3 separate regions of the Mus musculus genome follow, and all the other regions are linked to region 3. Evidence: chromatin contacts called from public promoter capture Hi-C data. All regions are on one chromosome and are shown on one strand. Each heading gives the region's core, a stretch centred on a gene start, on an enhancer-like site or on the middle of the called end of the contact. The rest is flanking DNA. Distances are from core to core; before and after follow the strand shown. Region 1 overlaps Ankrd44 (ankyrin repeat domain 44). Region 2 overlaps Ankrd44 (ankyrin repeat domain 44). Region 3 overlaps Ankrd44 (ankyrin repeat domain 44).

Region 1 (3,371 bases), core at 841-3,340, 210 kb after region 3:
CAGCTGTTTTACTAAAAGCTCTGCTACCTTGCATCAGTCTCGTTAGTCAGGGCTGATAAGATCATGGTTCTAACACTTGCCCTCCATACGCCTGTGGCCTAGTCCAACAGTCAATCCCCACTAGGTCTGATCAAAAGCCAAAATGATTGAAACAAACGGTAACGGAAAAGCCTTGACTTAGATTAAGAAACTGTAGTCCCTTCTGAGGGACTAGAAGTGGCTGGAAAGTCTTCCCAATGGGCCCCTCAGAGCCCAAACTAAAGTGACCTATAAAGGATGCCAGAGAGTCCACAGCCAAGCACTGCCTGGTCCATGTGCAGGTCAGGTTCCTGAGTCAGCCAGCAGCCTGCTCACCCTCAGGCACTAGCTAGCTGGACCCTAGCAGGTGAAATTCTAAAGGCCTCAGAGCACTCTGCCAGAGGCCATAAACCGCAGGCCCTCATCCATGCCAGAAATAACCCATGGGAGAAACCTGACACAGAGCAAGCTGCTTTCTGACATGTCAAAGGTTGTTTTAATTAATTCCTTAAGCTGATCAAATGATAATAGCATGAAACCTCCATTCCACTGTGCTAATCAACCTATAAGTTCCTTGGCTAACCCTAGAAGCAACAAGATGAGGGGACAGTGTTCAGCAGCTCGCTTGCCCCAGTGCAGATGAGGCTCAGCCATCTTCATACCAGCTGAATGACTGAGGAGGGAAGAGGGGAGGAGGGAAGAAGGGAGGGTGGTAACCATCGTAGGCATCACTAAGAGGACCTGGAATTTAGAAGGCCTGAGTTCCTGTCCTTGCTTACAACACAGGATACAGAGGAACTCTCCTAAACCAGTTATCTCATTTATAAAATGGAAATGAATATTGCAGTCATGTCCTAAGGCTGCTATGAAGCACGAGCGATGTGACAGATATGATGGCCTGTTTCTATCAGGTGAGCCACCCAAGAACCTTCATCAAGGACTGACTTGGCCCCAGCTCAGCCACGTGGTTAGCAGAGTATAGCCACCAGCTCCCACAAGGGAGGCCTCAACTTCAGACAGCCACTTCCCCTGAGATCACAGCTTTCCCACCATGCCTGCAAAGACATCCTGCTCTGGCTGCTGACAGGCATACACAAAATGTCCAAGCAACATTGGCTCAAAGCTGGAGACCATGGCTGCTCACTCCCAAGCTTCCTACCAAGGTAGCCGAGGTGTTTTCCATTTCTTGGTCTGCCTGAAGGTGCTTTGCTCCCACTGTAGACACCCATTCCTAATGAACACATTATAGCCCAGGAGAGCCTCTCAGCAGAGCTCAACCTGCAACATTACCCTCCCTCAGTTTTAAGTACCTAGACTACAGAAAGAAGCAACCACACCACTGTTTCAAGTCTTATATTTGGTTTGCTCATTCATTCATTTCATTCATTCATTCACCAAATACGTACAAATGCCATCAGATGGGGCATTTGCTGAGAGCTCAGAGCCTTCTCTTTCTGTCAAGGACAGTGGTTCTTTGAAGTGAACACTTATGGTTTCTTGAGAAAGTCAGCTGTGTCAGATGGTGTTTTTTTTTTTTTGCTGGGACAGGCCCATGAAGGAGTGTTTTCCTGCTAAAGCAAGCATGTAAAAGGATGCGTGATGAAGGATTCTTCACTAAAGACTCGCATGTATTGATCTGCCTTATATTGTGTAGCTGAGTTCTGTTTGTCATGACTCCATAAAGAGAAACACACCAAAACACTTCTGGTGGCGTTCTAGCGGCTTCTTGCTGCTTCTGCAGACTCAGGAGACTGGCAGAGTGATGTCACTTGATACGGAATCACCTGGAAGTTAGCTAAGACAGACTCACATGCTGAGACAAGATACATGGTGAGACAAGACCCGTGGAGAACACGTGATGTTTGGATGGAATATAAATAGGACTCAATGGACAGTGAGAGGGGCTTACATAGCTAGCTTTGCAACACATCTTTGGTCTCCCGTCTTTGCTGATCTTCACTTAGTTGAGAGAGGCGCAGCAGAGAACTTCTCCTGGCATCCTTATTGGTTCTAGTCTCCCCTGCTGACTCGTGCTGATTCAGCTGAGGCCTGGCTGTCTCTGCTAGGCTGTGCCACCACTGCTGATTCATGTTTGCTATCTATCCCGACACTACCGAGCTGGGCTGCTGGGGTATCTGTGACATATTTGCTGCCGCTGCTGATTTCTGCGAACTGAACTGCTGAGTTCCCGACAACGCAGATTGGATTTGCTCCAATAAAGGAACTGGGACACCAACACAATTTCTAAACAGGTCCACTTCCCCAGTATCCTAATGACCTCTTTTCTACTACCTCTGTTGGGTGGTGGGCTAGAGGAGGTTAAAACATTTAAGAAGCCTTACTAAAAGTAAGTTTTAAAAAAATTAAGACTACAGTTCTTTGTAGAATGGGCCTGCTCTCAAGGCTTTGGAGCTGAAGGGGGCGTTGCTGTTGGTTATCATGATGACTGGAGGCTCTACTGGCTTTGGGAGATGGAGCAAATGAACTCTAGAGTCCTACTGAGCTCCTAAAAGGTTCTCTCTCTTTTTTTAAGGACCTAATTTAAACAAATAAACAAACAAACAAAGTTTTAGTTTATTCAGAATAGACATCACAATGGATAAGGAGAGGGGACTGGACAGGGGTAGGGGTTAGGGATCGGAACAGGAAGTACCAGGTGTGGGGAAGATGGAGGGAAAGAGTACTGGGAGAGACAATTAGAGGGGGGGGGGAGTGGAAACTACCAGGAATTTGAGGGTGATCCTAGTTAAGACTCTTAGCAATGGGGGAGGGGGGGTGTAAACAGAGCCTGAGCCAGCCATCTCATGTAACCAAACAAGAGTAGGACACTAACACAGCCACAAAACCTTCCACCTACAACTTGTCCTGCCTAAGATGTGCTGTGGTAAAAGAGGCACAATAGTTGTGGAAGTGGCCAACCAATGGCTGGTCCAGCTTGAGACCCATGCCATGAGAGGAAGCCCACCCCTGACACTTCCTGGAGGACCCTGGAGCAGAGGCTGGATCGGCCAGAAGCCTATGATACATCCAAACACAACTAGAAAAAAAGTCAATGATATGATTCCTAATGATACTCTGCTACACTCATAGACTGGCGTCTAACCCAACTGTCATCAAAAAGGCTTCACCTGGCAAACTGTTGGAAATTGATGGCAGAGACCCTCAGCCAAACACTGGGTAGAGCTTGGGTACTCCTAAGAGAGGGAATAAGGATTGTAGAAGCCAGGGAGGTCAAGGACGACACAAGAAAACCTCACAGAGTCAACTAACCTAGCCCACAGGGGCTCACAAGGACTGAACTGCCACCCAGGGAAGCCTGTATGGGAGTGACCTTTCATATGTGTGTCACAGTT
Region 2 (3,261 bases), core at 452-2,951, 190 kb after region 3:
ACAATTCTGAGGTAGAGAAAGATACCAAACTCAATTAACAACCACGCAAGCTCTTGCTTGAATGTAAACTAGGAATTCTGCTTACCTAGCAAGAAGAAAGCAGACCTAACAATGCCTTTAACTGACAGTTTGGAACTGAGAATCTGAAAATTACAAGTTATGAGTCCAAAGGAAAACTGCAGGCCTGTCCTGGATAGCACTTTGACGTTCTTTTTTGCCACTCTGCAGTAGCAAAGTGACTGACACTTCACTGCCACCACTCTCTTGATGGTGTGAAAGGAAGTGGCCTATGGTCCCCAGCCAGAGTGTCCCATGAACAACTGCATATTGTCCAAAACAAGTGAACCAGGAGGGCAGACCTGGAATGCTGGCTCAGTTGACCATGCCCCTGCCTGTCGTCACATAACGCAAACAGCAGGACCTTGCTCTTGCTTAAGGACTTTGCACAAGATAAAGCAATAGTGTATCCCTCTGCCTATGTACACTGCTTAAAAATAAGGACTCTTGACCTACCTGGTTGAAAACTACAAAACTATTCAGAAAGGAGTCTTAAAATATTTTTAATTGATACATTCTTTGTGGGGACCATGTTTAACATGTGATGTCATTTTCAAGTAGAACTCGATGCAATACACAGCACTTTCTTGGAATTCTCTAGATGAGCAGAAAAACTAAATTCAACAGGGAAAGTGAGAAGCAGCAGCAAAATAGCACATGGAAGATAATAATGGATCAAGCTGCTCTACATCCAGAATTCTGAACCCCAAGACAGGGAGGACTAAAATCCTAGATGTCAGGTGTCTCCCTAGAAGGCTCCAGTTATCCAATCTGTACCTTTGAAGGCCTTTTAATCTTAAGGTTCTAATATGTGATTCCTGTTCACTAACAGCTTCACAGGAGACACATATGAGCTCACCCCAGTCAAATATCAGATATCCAAGCATACCCTCCCTACCTGAAAACAACAAAGCCAAGACACACTATACTGTAGTACTGCCGCCAGGGTATACTGTAGCACTGCCTCCAGGGCACACTGTAGCATTGCCTCCAAAGCTCACTGTAGCACTGCCTCCAGGGTACACTGTACTGTAGCACTGCCTCCAGGGCACACTGTATCACAGCTTCCAAAGCTCACTGTAGCACTGCCTCCAGGGTACACTGTAGCACCGCCTCCAGGGCACACTGTAGCACTGCCTCCAGGGCACACCGTAGCATTGCCTCCAGGTACACTGTAGCACTGCCTCCAGGGTACACTGTAGCACTGCCTCCAGGGTACACTGTACTGTAGCACTGCCTCCAGGGCACACTGTATCACAGCTTCCAAAGCTCACTGTAGCACTGCCTCCAGGGTACACTGTAGCACCGCCTCCAGGGCACACTGTAGCACTGCCTCCAAGGTACACTGTACTGTAGCACTGCCTCCAGGGCACACTGTATCACAGCCTCCAAGGTACACTGTAGCACTGCCTCCAGGGTACACTGTACTGTAGCACTGCCTCCAGGGCACACTGTATCACAGCCTCCAAAGCTCACTGTAGCACTGCCTCCAAGGTACACTGTACTGTAGCACTGCCTCCAGGGCACACTGTAGCACTGCCTCCAAAGCTCACTGTAGCACTGCCTCCAAGGTACACTGTACTGTAGCACTGCCTCCAGGGCACACTGTAGCACTGCCTCCAAGGTACACTGTACTGTAGCACTGCCTCCAGGGCACTCTGTAACACTTCCTTCAGGGCACCCTGTAGCACTGCCTCCAGGGCATACTGTACCAGAAAGAAACCAAACAAGACAAGACGAACAGGAAACAGAATGCTGTGCTCAGACATCTTCAAGAGCCACTGTTTAAGGCATCATATACAGCCAATACTCTAACCCCAGCTGAAACAGCTTTAAAGCAAAGGCCTTGCTGTTTTAGAAAATGACACAGGAGAAGTGACCCAAGGCTGTAGCCTATAAACAAGCCAAGCTGCTGAGAGTGTGGGCCAATTACTTCCTGTGAACTTTGAGCTACCCACATGACCCTAGTCCTAAATGTCACGGTACCATCAACTAACAACAAACTGACCTGTCAGGGGCTTCAGCTGCCTCATGAGATCAAAGCTTAAAGACAAAGTCAACAATGAAAGAAGAAAAGCTATCTTCAGGCCTCAGATACCTCCAAGGTTCAGGAAAGGGAGAGTTGATGTACATTCCAAAGCTGTGAAAGTAGCCGATGATCATGAAAATGAAGCAGTACCTGGACATGCCAGCCCAATTCTAAGAACAGTCTACGTACACAGTCTTGGGTTTAAAACACAGGTCCTCAACCTGAGCCCATCCTGGGACCTGCACGGTGGCAGCTATCACTTTCCAGAATTCCCCAGGGCAGGAGACCGAGTACATTTTAGGTCATTTTACCCAGGAAATCATCCAGCCAAACACAGATATCAATGAAGACTTCACTGGCAGAGCTGGATATTTCTGATTTCAATATAATTTGACAAAAGTCTTTGAGGGGTTTTTGCTTTGGGGTTTTATGTTGAGAACAGATATCACAGCTCTACCTCCACTTCAAGTGCTTGGATTACAGGCATACACACCACCAAGTCCAGAGCCAGTTGTTGTTAAGAGATATTCTTTAAAAAACATTGAAAGTGTACAAAGTAAAAATAAATAATAATAACAAAACTAAAAGAATTGGGGAGGGAAGAATCACAACTTCTTTTGGCTCCACTTATTTTTCTTCATACCTTAGAATTCTTCATTACTTTAATACAATTCCTTTATATTATAGGAAAATGTACATAACAAACTCTATGGGCTAATTATAATTATAATGAAGTCCCTGCACTCTCTTAGGCAGTCACCACAATTCTCCGCCTCTAGAACCTGTTCACCTGAAACGCTTTCCAAACAACAGATCCTGTGCCTCTCCCCTAGACCCTGGTCGTCACTCTTATACCTCCCACTTCCATGAACTGACCACCCTAGATACCTCAGTACATGTCATCTAGTTAGTTCATGTCCAGTTCCTTTCACTGAACATAATGTTCCCTGAACCATTCTGTCAAGCTTCATCCAGGTTCTTCATTGCTTTTGTCTTATTCTTTGACAGTTTCATACATGTAAATACTGAATTTGGTGTTTTCACCCCACATTGTTACTCCTTCTCACTCTTTTCACGTGCTCACTAAATCTTTCTTTCCAGCAATCCCCCCTTCCACTTTCATGTCTTTCTGTTTGCTTTGTTGTGACCCACTGTCTTAGTTAGGGTTTTGCTGC
Region 3 (3,313 bases), core at 280-2,779:
GGAACACATAAATATTGCACTTGATCTGGAAACCCAAGCTTTATAAATAGTATAAACTCTCTCTAGTTGAAAATATGGCAGTGAAAAATTTAGGGATCCCAAGGGCCTCAGGCTGAGCTAAACTAGTTCTTAAATGTTCTGTTTAAGAAAACAGAATGAGTGTGGTTCAGACTGTGAAAGCAGGAACGTCTGGCTAGTGGATCTGAGAAAGAACCCTGCTCTGCCTGTTTCTGGTTAGACTCTGATACCATACTTAGTGTCCATGAATAGGAGACATGCCCACAGGGACTAAGACAAGAGGAGTTTTGGAGATGGAGTCCTTGATCTTTTAGCAGTAAGAACCTGCTCAGACTATGAAGGGCTCGGTACAGGAAAAGAATCCTGGGAAGTTGGCACCTCTGCCAGAAGTCCTATTTCATATTCCACTTGTTTATGCCTAGGGATGAAATGCTTCTTGGGCAACCCCAAGAACATACCTTAGCTTCTCAGCGTGTGTGTGTGTGTGTGTGTTTGTGTGTGTGTGTGTGTGTGTGTGTGGAGAGAGAGAGAGAGAGAGAGAGAGAGAGAGAGAGAGAGAGAGAATAGATCCACCTATTAAAGAGACTGAGCCAGCTGGTCTCAAACCACCCCATTGTGTCAATACCACCTTTCCTTCAAAATTCCTTTGAGCCTGCACTTTCTCAGCATGCAAAGACTGGTCATCAAAGCTATAGCTAGCTTTCTTAACAGTGACCAATATCCCACTTTTTATGGGCCCCCCAAAAGGAAAATAACACCTCAAATCGGCAGAAACCGTTTTTAAGAGAGCCATATTCACATTCGCAAGAGGTGATGTGGATAGTTTTTGGTCATTTAATGGATGATGTATGTTTGTCATCATTTAAGGAGTGTGGTTACAAGTTGCTATAATCTTGATCAGGGAAGAAGCAAAATGGAGGTTAGACTCAGGGATTTCTCTTTCTCTCTTTTTTCTTTCCTCTATCCTTCTTTCTCTCCTATTTAGTGTGAAGGGGAATGAGGGAAGAAGGGATGAAAAGAAAACAGAGGGTATAGTGTATAATATAGGAGTAATAGTAATACAGGGTAGATTATTTAATCTACTCTGGAACTATAGAGCTAATACTAGCCAAAAATCTCCCATTGGTATATATCTTTGTATATTGTTACAAAATTAAGGTTATATTTGGTTACAATATACTATGTATCAACTCATTTTAGGTATTGTACCTATGCAATTCTGAAAAATGCAATGTGAAGTTCTGGTCATTTGAAAGCTGCTACTACAAACTGTTTAGGATAATTAAGAAACACAAGTTAATTGTCAATCCATCAAACTTATGGTCATGTTAGATAATAGTCTAGGTTGTTACAGAAATAGCTTTCCTAGGTTGAATGGATAGTTAGCTTTCAGAAGATCCCAGAGGCCTTTTAATATCAGAACTAATATGACAAACCATGGTGACATCTGTGGGCACCGGGCCTCTCTGCTCACTGCAGATGCTCATCCGAACCCCAAACAAAGAGCTTCCCCATGCTGCCGCCCGCGTCAAGAACAGCACGGACTAGCTTCTCACGATTCTGCTCACATCCCTTCACAGGAAAAAGATACTCCCAGGAACTCATTAACTCTAGAAAGGTATGAATTTAATGCACTCTCATTTCTCTCTCCACTTACTCCCCCTACCCCAAATTCCAAAAATAAGGAACCATTAACTCTTCACGTGTGTAAATCAAGCGCTATGCCACATTAAGAGGCGATAACACAGATCGAGGAGGGTGCTGTTGGAAGCTTGGCTGGATTACAGTTCCATTTCCTCTTAGCAGCTGATTGTGATGACTGCTTATCTCCTCCCTCCAGTGTGTGCTCAGTTCCTGCTGATTTCCTTGCCAATTAAAAGGCATAAGAGCCTGTACGGTGTGTAAAGAAAGGCTAATCAAACTTACAGTGACGGAAAAAGCCAATGCAAGATGCCAGCTGCATGAAAACTGTCCTGCTCTGAAAATGTTAAGAGATTTTTAACCCAGTAAAAGCCACTTCAGACCCTGCATCCTAAGAAAGATTTATGCTCACAGCTATACAGTAGTCACAGTATAAACTAAATTATGGAACTATAGCTAAATTGTGGACTTCTAATAACTGAATATGACTTATTCATTTGCATATTGACCAAGAGTTATTAGTATCACTGAAATAAGACTGTCATAATATTTTATGGGGAAAAAAACAGTGCATAAGATTGTATGATCCATATCACTGTGTGTGTGTGTGTGTGTGTGTGTGTGTGTGTGTTTGTGTGTGTGTGTGTGTGTTTGTGTGTATGTGTGTAAAATGTGAAGGGAATCTACCAAAAGGTTAACAATGATGAGAAGAGGGTCACAACTAAGGGTGTGTTCATTTCCTGTTCCCGCTTTCTCACATTCTAAACTTCCTTCAGGAATAAACATTGTTATCATAAAAATTAAGAGATATTTCTATTTAAAACTTAGATGGATAAACTGGGTGACTTCCGACGTTTCTTTGGCTGTCTTCTACATTATTTCCAGTCCGTTTTGTAAAGCAATACCTGCCAGTTTTGTTGTTGGCGGAGTTGAATTTGTTACTTTTTCTTGTTGCTTTGACAAGATACCTGAAACCTTTGTTTTGGGTGGCAGTTTAAGAAAGGGTAGAAGTCATCATGGTGGGCAGACCTGGAGGCAGGAGCTCAAGGCATGCTGGGCACATGGTGTGGACAGTCAGGAAGGAGGGAGATGAAAACTGGCCTTCTGGTGTCTTCTCCTTTTTATAAAGATTGGGATACAACCCATGAAGGTCCCACCCACACTGAGAGAGGGACTTCTCAACTCAGCCGAACCTCTCTGGACTTTTCCACAGACATATCCAAAAGTTTGCTCCCTGCATAATTCTGTTTCCTATAAAGCTGACAGTGAAGATTAGCTATCAGAGAATACACTCTTTATTTAAGCTTTATGAGCAGAACCAACTACCTATACTGTGGGCCACAACTACTAGTAAATTCTAGAAATACCAGCCCTGATACAAAGTGATTGGTTGTCTTGGTTGCTGACACAGCAAAAACCTTCCTAGAGAACCCTTCCTACCTACTTAGGACATGGTCATGAATGTGCACAAGTCCACTCTGATAATGGCAACATTTACTACAAGAAAATGTCAGTGTAGAAAAAAACTCTGCTATTCCTGATGTTTCTAAAAAAAGGAACAAATGCAAATCACATCTATTAATCTCTTGAATCTTGAGAGCATTTCAAAGTTAACGTCACCCTTTTCTATTAGTAAGTTCAACATATTGTATTC

Evidence for each region. Capture Hi-C pulls out chosen DNA fragments and counts their contacts.
Region 1: a promoter capture Hi-C map of pancreatic islet shows a contact between it and region 3. The contact joins two enhancer-like sites. A contact is called at or near these places in 1 of 115 datasets of contacts at active chromatin or transcription factors (bone marrow-derived macrophages) and 3 of 9 other capture datasets (adipose tissue, liver and pancreatic islet).
Region 2: a contact with region 3 is called in a promoter capture Hi-C map of liver. The contact joins two enhancer-like sites. A contact is called at or near these places in 1 of 115 datasets of contacts at active chromatin or transcription factors (microglia) and 3 of 9 other capture datasets (adipose tissue, liver and pancreatic islet).

What each region holds. Positions count from the first base shown.
Region 1 is chr1:54,900,916-54,904,286 of GRCm38.p6, forward strand. All of the region lies in intron 1 of Ankrd44 (ankyrin repeat domain 44), which reads right to left. Among named protein-coding and RNA genes, the nearest start is that of Ankrd44, 24 kb to the right of the region's middle. Within about 2 kb of position 2,091, at least 12 of the 459 cell types and tissues checked have an H3K27ac peak or open chromatin away from gene starts, as enhancers often do. A contact at or near this core is called in pancreatic islet, where this site is marked.
Region 2 is chr1:54,881,295-54,884,555 of GRCm38.p6, forward strand. All of the region lies in intron 1 of Ankrd44 (ankyrin repeat domain 44), which reads right to left. Among named protein-coding and RNA genes, the nearest start is that of Ankrd44, 43 kb to the right of the region's middle. Within about 2 kb of position 1,702, at least 43 of the 459 cell types and tissues checked have an H3K27ac peak or open chromatin away from gene starts, as enhancers often do. A contact at or near this core is called in liver, where this site is marked.
Region 3 is chr1:54,688,957-54,692,269 of GRCm38.p6, forward strand. The region is part of intron 16 of Ankrd44 (ankyrin repeat domain 44); the gene reads right to left. All of the region lies in intron 1 of 4930444A19Rik (a long non-coding RNA gene), which reads left to right. Among named protein-coding and RNA genes, the nearest start is that of 4930444A19Rik, 9.1 kb to the left of the region's middle. Within about 2 kb of position 1,530, at least 37 of the 459 cell types and tissues checked have an H3K27ac peak or open chromatin away from gene starts, as enhancers often do. A contact at or near this core is called in liver and pancreatic islet, where this site is marked.